2 separate regions of the Ovis aries genome follow, and region 1 is linked to region 2. The links are chromatin contacts, called in public Hi-C maps. All regions are on one chromosome and are shown on one strand. Each heading gives the region's core, a stretch centred on a gene start, on an enhancer-like site or on the middle of the called end of the contact. The rest is flanking DNA. Distances are from core to core; before and after follow the strand shown.

What was found. A called contact is a pair of places that touch in the nucleus more often than the background predicts.
Region 1: a contact with region 2 is called in a Hi-C map of liver, with 4 times the contacts expected there. The contact joins the promoter of SALL1 here to the enhancer-like site in region 2. A contact is called at or near these places in 2 of 16 Hi-C or Micro-C datasets (hypothalamus and liver).

What each region holds. Positions count from the first base shown.
Region 1 is chr14:19,075,897-19,080,398 of ARS-UI_Ramb_v3.0, forward strand. It overlaps SALL1 (spalt like transcription factor 1), which reads right to left and starts at 2,016. Exons shown (of 3, transcript XM_015100439.4): 1 at 1,912-2,016. The coding sequence starts at 1,987. LOC121816479 (a long non-coding RNA gene) reads left to right here and starts at 3,231. Exons shown (of 5, transcript XR_009596160.1): 1 at 3,231-4,502.
Region 2 is chr14:18,986,996-18,991,284 of ARS-UI_Ramb_v3.0, forward strand. No RefSeq gene overlaps it. Among named protein-coding and RNA genes, the nearest start is that of TRNAC-GCA, 65 kb to the left of the region's middle. Within about 2 kb of position 2,521, at least 1 of the 54 cell types and tissues checked has an H3K27ac peak or open chromatin away from gene starts, as enhancers often do. A contact at or near this core is called in liver, where this site is marked.

The DNA of each region.
Region 1 (4,502 bases), core at 766-3,265, 88 kb after region 2:
AAAACTTAAAAATAAATCTTTCCTCTCCTCCCGTTAGGTTTGGTCCTTTAAAAACTGTTGACTTTAACAGTATTACAGTGAGGAAGATCTCCCCAGAAACTTTAGCAAAGATGGTGTGGGGGCGAGATGCAGAAGTAACCAGCTGGGAAAACCCGGAAAAATACTGTGGCAGCGGCCTTGGATAATTTCACCTCGCTGTACCTTGAGTACTCAGTCTCGCCTGGGGTGGAAAGCGGGGATCACGGGTTCTCAGGGGACTGAGAAATCAGAGGCTCTGGATAAGGCTTGAAGCTTGAGAAAGTACTGGGGTGGAGGGGGCCAAATATTGTACACAGATATCTTTATCTGTGTCTGTTCTCCCCGCTTTCTTACAGGGATCACCCCCCTCAACAGGAGTCCCCTTTCCCGACAGCCGGGGTGAAGTGGGTGGGAGTCCCTCGGCTTCTCCGCCTGGGTCCCTGCGCCCCAGCTCTGCAGAGAAGCAGGCCTCTAAGGAAGGACCCGAGGACCGTGAGGGCCGGGCGGCCGCAGAGTTTGGAGGACTGAGGTACCGACCAAAGGGCAGGCTTCCGAGCCCTATCGGGATCCAGCTCCCTCCTCTACACCCCAAAATGACGCCGGGGACTGGAGCACCCCGAGAGACATCCCGAGTCGCGGATACAGCTCGGGGGCTGCCCCTCGAATCTCCGCAGCCGAGAGGCGAGCACTGTGCCGGCAACCGAGCCCGGGGCGCCGCTCCATCGCCTCCGGCCTTGGGCCTGGGAGTTCGGAGGCCCCTAAAGTGTAATATTTTTTAGCGATAAAAAGGGACTCAAGGTGTCTGCCCTCCCTACCCCCAATTCCCTGCCCGGATCTCTGCCACTCTCGGCCTTAGCTCCGTCACACAAACTTTGTTCTGGACTTGTTCGCTCCCTTTGGGACCCGGCAGTTGTCGCCTCCATCGGAGGAAGCGAGTGCCTCTGTTTTAGGGGGACTCCCTCGTGGCTAGATAGCCCACCCCACCTCCAGCTCTGGAGAACGACCCTTTCTACTCCTGGAAGTGCGAGGTACCACGATCCTTAGCGGGAGCCGACCGACTCTAAAGATTTCTTGGGGGCGCCGAGTGTGCATGTGTTGGGAGAAGAGAGGCGGGGATCAAGTGGAATAGCCGGACCCCAACACTTTCCCCGTCTGCCTGCACTCTGTCTGGGGAGCACTCGACAGCAAAGAGCACTCTCCAACACGGCCTCTACCCCCGCGTGTCAGGCACGCTCGCCCCAATACAGGTTCCCATCTTCTTGGAACTCCGAACTCCCACAGGCACCCCATTCCGCGGCGCGGGCCCAGGAGGAGTGGGAGCGCTGGGGAATGGGGGGAGCGCGGCGCAGGGAGCTCCCCTCCACGTTCCAAGTTCAGGCCCGAGCACAAAGTAAACTTCCTTCCCACAGGCAGCAGCACCAGGGCGGCGGAGGCCAGGCCGGGCCTCGGGCGCTGGCCGGGGAGCGAGTGGAGCACGGCGCAGGCAGGCGCCGACGGCCTCTGTCCGCACCCGCGCCCCGCCGGGCACCCGGGCCCCAGCCGCAGCTCGGAGGGTCCCGGGATCCGCTCCCAGGGACAGCCGGGACGCAAGAGCAAGGCCGGCGAGCCCTCTCTCCTCCCCGCAGGAGGACCCAACAACTCCGGAAAGATCCTGCCTGGAGAAGTGTTTGCTTTCCTCGGGGCAGGGAGGTTGGGGGTGGGGAAGCCCAGCAAAGGCAAATTGAAATTTAAAAAAAAAAAAAAAATCGCGGAGTCGAAATGGTGATTCGGATCGCGGCGGCTGGGCGGTGGGCGCGGGGGCTAGCCGCGTGTGCGTGGGTGCGAGTGTGCGTGAGTGTGAGTGCTAGTACGTGTGTGCGCGTGTGTGTCCGCGGCGCGGGCCGGAGCACTCACCATCTCGCCGGGGGAGCGAGGCCACTTCGGGGTCGGATTGGAAATGTTGAGGCTTCGCTTGCTTCCTCCGCGACATGCTGGCTCAAACATCAGCTGGGGCAGAATAAAAAATTACTAAAAAAAAATCTTCTCAAAATTACGGAAATCGAGCGGCGGCGGCGGCGGCGGCTCCCCCCGCCCGCCGGCCCGCCCGCCCCCTCCCCGGCTCCCCGGCCCCGGGCGCAGCGCGCATGTGTCCTGCTATAATTATGATTATCAATAATGCATTGCGATTAATCATAGAGGGGCTCTTTGAAAGGCGATTGGCACCGGGCCAGCGCTATTCAAACCCGCTCGCCTTAATCAATTAGTTCGTGATTTGCTGCAGACCCCTGTCTCTCCGCGCGCTGGCCCAATAAGCCGGCCGCGGGGCTGGCTCTGCGAGCCGCGCCGCCCGACACTGGGTTAACCCTCTTCGCGACCGCCCGGGACTCCGCGGCCGGGCCGCCGGGGGCCTGCCTCCTCGCCTCTGAGCACCCGGCGCCCCGGCCTGCGCCCCCCTCCCTCCCTCGGCCCCCCCATCCCGGGCTGGGCCGACCCAAATTAGCATGCCCTCCCCGGAATTAAGCCTCCCCGGGTGGGGGGTGGGGCCGGGCGGCGGGGGCTGGGGACCCGGGCTGCGGGCGCGCGGCGAACTTTCCAACTCCGGCGCTAAGCGCGCCGGCCCGCGGGGGGAGGGAGTCCCGTGGCGGGATTTGGGGGGAGGAAGTCCCGTTTCGTGAGTGTTTCTTCGTTTCTTTAAGAGCTACCAGAAAGCAGCCCACCCCCACCCCCATTAAAAAAAAAATAAGCGAGTGGGGAAGAGCCAGCCCCACGCCGGTCCGCCTCCCGCCTGCCGCCCGGCCTCCCTCCCGCTCGCCGCCTGGCTCGGCGCTCCTTCGCCCCGAGTTCTCCATCCCCTGGATCCCGGGCTCGCGGGGGCGCGGAGAAGAGGACCAAGGAAAGGTTTGGGAACGTGATGGGTTTGGGGCTTTGGGGGGGGGAGGGGCAGCTCTCCCGCCACCCCGTTCCTCCTCAGAGGGCCCAGATCCTCCAGCTTCTCGCTTGCTCCCTCGCTCCCTTTCTCTACCTCGGACATTCCCAGGACAATTAGGGCTTAAGTTTTCGGGAGAAGCGGCCCCGAGCCCGTGGGATAAGGGGGCGGCCCGGCTCCGCCCAGGACCCCTCCCGGCCTCCCCCTCGGCTGCCCCGGTTGGCTGCAGGGCGCGTCACTCCGCGGGGAGGCGGCGGCGGCGGTGGCGCCGCCGAGCCCAGGGCGGGCGGCGAGCGGGGACCGGCTTGGGATCCGAGTTCAGCTCCAGCCGGGGGGAGGGGAGGGGCCGCCGCTTACCCAGCACGCTGCAACCCTCCCCTGGCCTCGCGAGGCGCGGGCCTGCCCCGCCGGGCTCCGGGCACGGCAAGTCCCCGGGACCCCGCGGCCTCTTCGTCCTGGGGGAGCGGGCCGTGCCCCAGGCTCTTGGCGAGGAGGTGGCCGCGCTGAGCCTGGAGAGAGGGGGGTCCTTGTCCGCAGCTGTCTGGCCCCGCAGAAGCTCGCCTCCACTTCTCAGGCACTTGCTGAGCGCGGCACCCAAACTTTTCGCACCAGCTCCATCTCCCCAGGCTTTGAGGCAGCCTCCCCACCCGCGCCCCTGAGCCCGGAGTGGGGATCCCGGAGCCCGCACTTTGTCCGCTGGGCTCGGGCCCCCACGAACCTGAGGCTCAGTCCTCGGCTCAGCCTAGCTCTTCCCCCTTGCGCCTCAGGGTCTCCTCGCTCCTGGTTCCCGAAGTCTTGCGCCCGAGGGACACTCTAAACTTCGGTTGAGTAATGGGGACGGGGAGGGGGGGAGGTGCAGATACACAATCCCTGCCCTATCTCGCGATCGGGAAAGGAGAGGGCTCATAAGGACGCCCCAATTCGGGAGCGCCCTGGAGCCTGGAGAGCAATATAGTCAGTTCGCGCGAAGTGGGCACCAGTCTTCCGAGTAGAGTTTCGGGTGCTCCGGACCACACTGCGCTCCCGCAAGAGTCTCTCTAGCCACTTTCCTCCTCCCTCGCTCTTTAAAATCTAAATCTTTTGTGTGCGGGTGACTGTTTCTGTTTTCCTCCTGACGACTTTATTTCTCTTGGTATAACTTCTCCTTTCTCCTTGTTCGCCCTTTCTTCACCTTTTCTCCCGCTTATTTTTCCTCTCTTGTGGCCTCGCTCGATCTCTCTCTCTCTCACACACACACATACACACCCCACTCCACCTCGCTCTCTCTTTCTCCCCAGGTCCTGTTGGTTACAGTAGATTTTGATAAAAAGACAAACGAAGCTATCAGTGGGGCTGATGTTGAAGAATGAAGATAATAATGTTTCCATAGGTGGTGCTTCAAATGCCATTATTTCTCACTGAATATTTAAAGAGATCCCTCGGCAAAGATGGATCTGCGTGCTCCTGGGGTGCCCGCCTCTCGCTTCCCCCAGACCCCCGGGAAAGTGTGCGGGAGCACGTGTAAAACCCACCCCCCGCTCTGCAAACTGTGATGCTCGCAGGCATCCCAACCCACACTCTTCCAGGTACACCAACGCCG
Region 2 (4,289 bases), core at 1,271-3,770:
GACTGAACTGACTGAGAAGGGTGGTAAAACATTTATGGCATACCCATACAATGAAAATACCATGGAACTGTTAAATATGAGTGAGGAGCTATCTATATTGAAACAGAAAAAGTTCTACATATTTTAAAATTTAAGCTTCATCTATTATTTTTTAAATTTTTATTTTATTTTTGGCTGTATTGGATGGATCTTTGTTGCTACACTCAGGCTTTCTCTAGTAGCGGTGAGCAGAGGCTGCTCTTCATTGCGGTGGCTTCTCTTGTTGTGGAGCACAGCTCTAGGCTCATGAGCTCAGTAATTGCGGTGTATGGCCTTAGTTGCTTCTCTGCATGTGGGATCTTCCTGGACCAGGGGTTGAACCATGTCCCTTGCATTGGCAGGCAGATTCCTATCCACTGTGCCACAAGTTTCACCTTTTAATAGCCCATATGATAACAACTTTTCAGTGTGACTTCATTGGGTCCAAACAGAAAAGGGTGCTCATTTATTACATGTCTATACACAAGATTCAAAGGGAACACTGATCTGGGAGATAAGGGGTGGTCTGCTCTTACCCTGTACCTACCCTTCTGAATTACATGAATTTTCTCCCATGTGCTACTTTTATAATTTTAAAATCCTAATAAGAATCAATAAACCAAGGGAAAAAAAACAAACACAACCCAATGCTATCTTCAGGATATTAATACATGGCTTCCGGGGTCCTCTCTTGTTGCCTGAAATGCACACTTCCCTGAGGCTTACCCCCCTCCCTTCTCTGCCAGGTTGCTCCTCCCCTTGCAATGCTGCTTCTCTACTCTGTTCAAGTCCTACAGATCCTGCAGGGCTTCCCAGGGGGCACTGGTGGTAAAGAACCCGCCTGCCAAGGTGGGCGACATAAAAGACAAAAGGGTTCAGTCCCTGAGTTGGGAAGATCCACTGGAGGAGGGCATGGCAACCCACTCCAGTATTCTAGTTTGAAGAATCCCATGGACAGAGGAGCCTGGCAGCCTGGCAGTCCATGGAGTCGTAAAGAGTTGGACATGACTGAAGTGACTTAGCATACACACAGAACCTGCAAATCCAGCTCAGTGACCATCTCCTCCAAGAAGCCACACTGACTCCCAACAACCTCTTCCTCTCCAAACACTGGTAGCATCTGTGTTCCCTACCAACCACATGACCTGGAAGCTCACTTTGCTTGACTTCATGTCTCCCGTGTTTATGTTTCATTTTCTAGTATTTTTCAGGAAATATATGTTTTGCCAACTCTTGAGAAAAATTCAGCCAAAAGATTGGGAAAATGAGAAAAAGTATTCTAGTTCTCCTGGGAGAATTGGAGCTCAGCAATCACTACGCAGACGTTACTCATTGGTCTGATGTCACTTGAAAAGCCAGAGCAGGAAACTCCGTCATGGGGAGCTGAAGGTTAAGGATGAGAGCAGGTAGAAAAAGCGTTCTTATTTTCTGGGTTACTCTTGCTGGTGGTTGTGTTTGTGACCTTGTATGCTGTTTAACGGGCTTCCCAGTTGGCGCTAATGGTAAAGAACTCCTTTGCTAATGCAGGAGACGTAAGAGACTAGGTTCAATCCCTGGGTAGGGAAGATCCCCTGGAAGAGACAATGGCAACCCACTCCAGTATTCTTGCCTGCAGAAGAATACTTGCATGGACAGAGGAGCCTGGTGGGCTACGGTCCACAGGGTCACAAAGAGTCAGACATTACAAAAGCAACTTAGCATGCATGCATGCTAAGCTAATGGTGTGTCATTCTTGAAACTAAAATAATATTAATGCTATAGACATTCTATTCTTTATTCAAATCATATGAGCAGAGTTCTAAGAAATTAGATGCAAAATAAATCCTTTCGCAATTACTTGATTCTGTGTGATGCTTTTACCCTTGCTAGGAGATCTGAATGTTACACTGTTCAAATATTACCCAATAGTGTTCACTGGCCCTTTCTAGCCCGTGAATATTTGCAAATATTCTTTAAAAAACAAAAAACAAAAAACAAGATTTCACACCCATGGTCTGCCAGGGCAGTGGGGCCAGAACCCGCCTGTAGAGGGTGTTGAAGGGCCCGGGGTGGGGGGTGGTGTGCAACATTCCTCAGCCTTGCTCCAGCATCTGCCATAGCCCTGCTCCTCAGTCCTCAAATATTCTTTATAAATTTCTTGTACCACTCTTTAAATACTATTAAACTACTTATTTATCAAACAATATTTTTAGACATCCATGGTTAAAAATATTTTAAGAATAACATGATTTGGGTGATTCCAATTTCTGGAATGAGATCCCAAAGATTCATGTCTGTTGGAAATTTGGAAACACTAGTGCTGTGACTGAGAATACTAGTCTCTCAATTAGGAGAGCTTTGCTGTTGGATCCATGGATGGGATGATTGGGTGAGAAAGCACCCAAGCCCCAGAAGTAGCTCACAGTCAGTCTTCACAATGCCCACCAGCAGGTGAGAGTGAGCTGTGCTTCAGTTTATGGATGCAGGACTCTGATGCTGGTGATACTGATGACGTGTGTGTGTGTGTGTGTGTGTGTGTGTGTGTGTGTGTGTGTGTGTGTGTTTGGCAGGTTCTCATACAAACACGGGCTTCTCTGCACTGTAAACATTCCATTTGCAAAATAAAGATATCACAGAAGCCAACAATTTTTCAAACATTATTTTCAGTGAAATCTGACCCTCGGAAGAAATCCAAGGTGGACGGTAGAATTAACAGCAATATTTGTTATGTGCCTTCCAAGATTCTGAACACTGTATACCGATGAACGTACGTTTCACAGTGACCCATGTGTCCATATCACAGATAGAAAGTCCAAGGGGTCTAAATAACTTTTCTAAAGACACATATCAGCAGTCTGGCTCCAGAGCCTAAAGTGAAGGTGGGTGGCAGGAACCCAAGGCCTTCCTGCTCACCTTCCCCTTGGTCCTCAGGGTGGTCCATAGCACCTTAGGCATCCCCCCCAGGATGCAGCTGGAAAAGTCACTGCCCCAAACAATCTCCAAGGTCTTTTTCAGCTTAGGTCTAATATAAAAATATTCAGTATTCATATACAGTTCATTTTTAAAATTTGCTGAAATCTGCAAATCCATGAAACAATACAAAATCCCACACGAGTATCGCACCGTAACCATTTAAGACAGAAAAGGTGTGGATTCTTAGCCTCATATTTACACAAGGAGCAGAGAGACTCAGCCTGAGGTCAAACTTCAATTAAATGGCAGAGGTGACTCTAGAAATCAAGTCTCCTGAGTCCTGGCTCAGGGCTTCCCCCGCCTCAAAGCATATGAAAGCACTTTGTCAAGTGTGAACACTGAGCAAATATTCGGTATTATTCTTCATGCCCTTCTCCTAGCCTTGTACAAAGTAGCTGTTCAATAAGGGTCTGTCGAATTGAATGGATGAGAATGGCGGCTTTATGGTTATAGAATTCAAGTCAGGTGAGAACAATGGGACCACTCATAAATTATGATTCTGTTTACCTTTCCATTGTCGATCCTAATCATTTATTTAAGTATGCCCTCTGCTATCCTTAGACTAACACACACACAAAAGGGAGTAGGCGTTTGCTGATTATTCTTCAACTGACCACAAGGACTGGTGGCTCCGAAGCACAGTGCATAGGAGAGTCACCAGGCTAGGACTCAAAATTCGTTGTGGAGCAATAGAAGGAACCCTGCCCCCAGGCACTAACAGGATTGCTTTCTGTTGGGCTGTAAGCCTGTAAGCCCTCTACTTGCCCATCCTCAAGGCCAAAGAAAGAGTCCAGTGTCAGCAATAGAAACTCAGTGGTTTAATAGATTGGAGGATCTTACATGTCTGAAGCAAGGTCCTGGAGTGACACCCCACCACCGTGTCAGATGGCAGGTAGGACGTGGTAGGGGTCTTCACTCCCAGGGGGAGAGGGAGGTTACCACTTACAGGGGGAACTGAAGTCAGGTTGGTTCTTCAGTTGCCAGGGAAACAAATAGAGGGGCATACCCCTCACCATCCCTCTGATAAACTATCATCAGGGAGATAGTTCTGATCTGAGGATTAAGACAATCACTAGCAGGGGCCAGGAGCCAGTATGCAGGCACTTCCTAATTAGGCTCTGTGATGTGGGAGGCCAGTCATGTGGATAAGGTGTAGATGAGGCAGGAACTGGTCAAGCAGGAGATGAACAGAGAGCAAGAGAACAGCCATTTCAGGTGGCCTAATCATTCACCTTACTTACTGTACAAAAGCTCCCAAGAGCCTGTGGGCACCAGTCACTGAGAGTCTTAAAAATCTGCAAACCCTGGTGACCTAATGG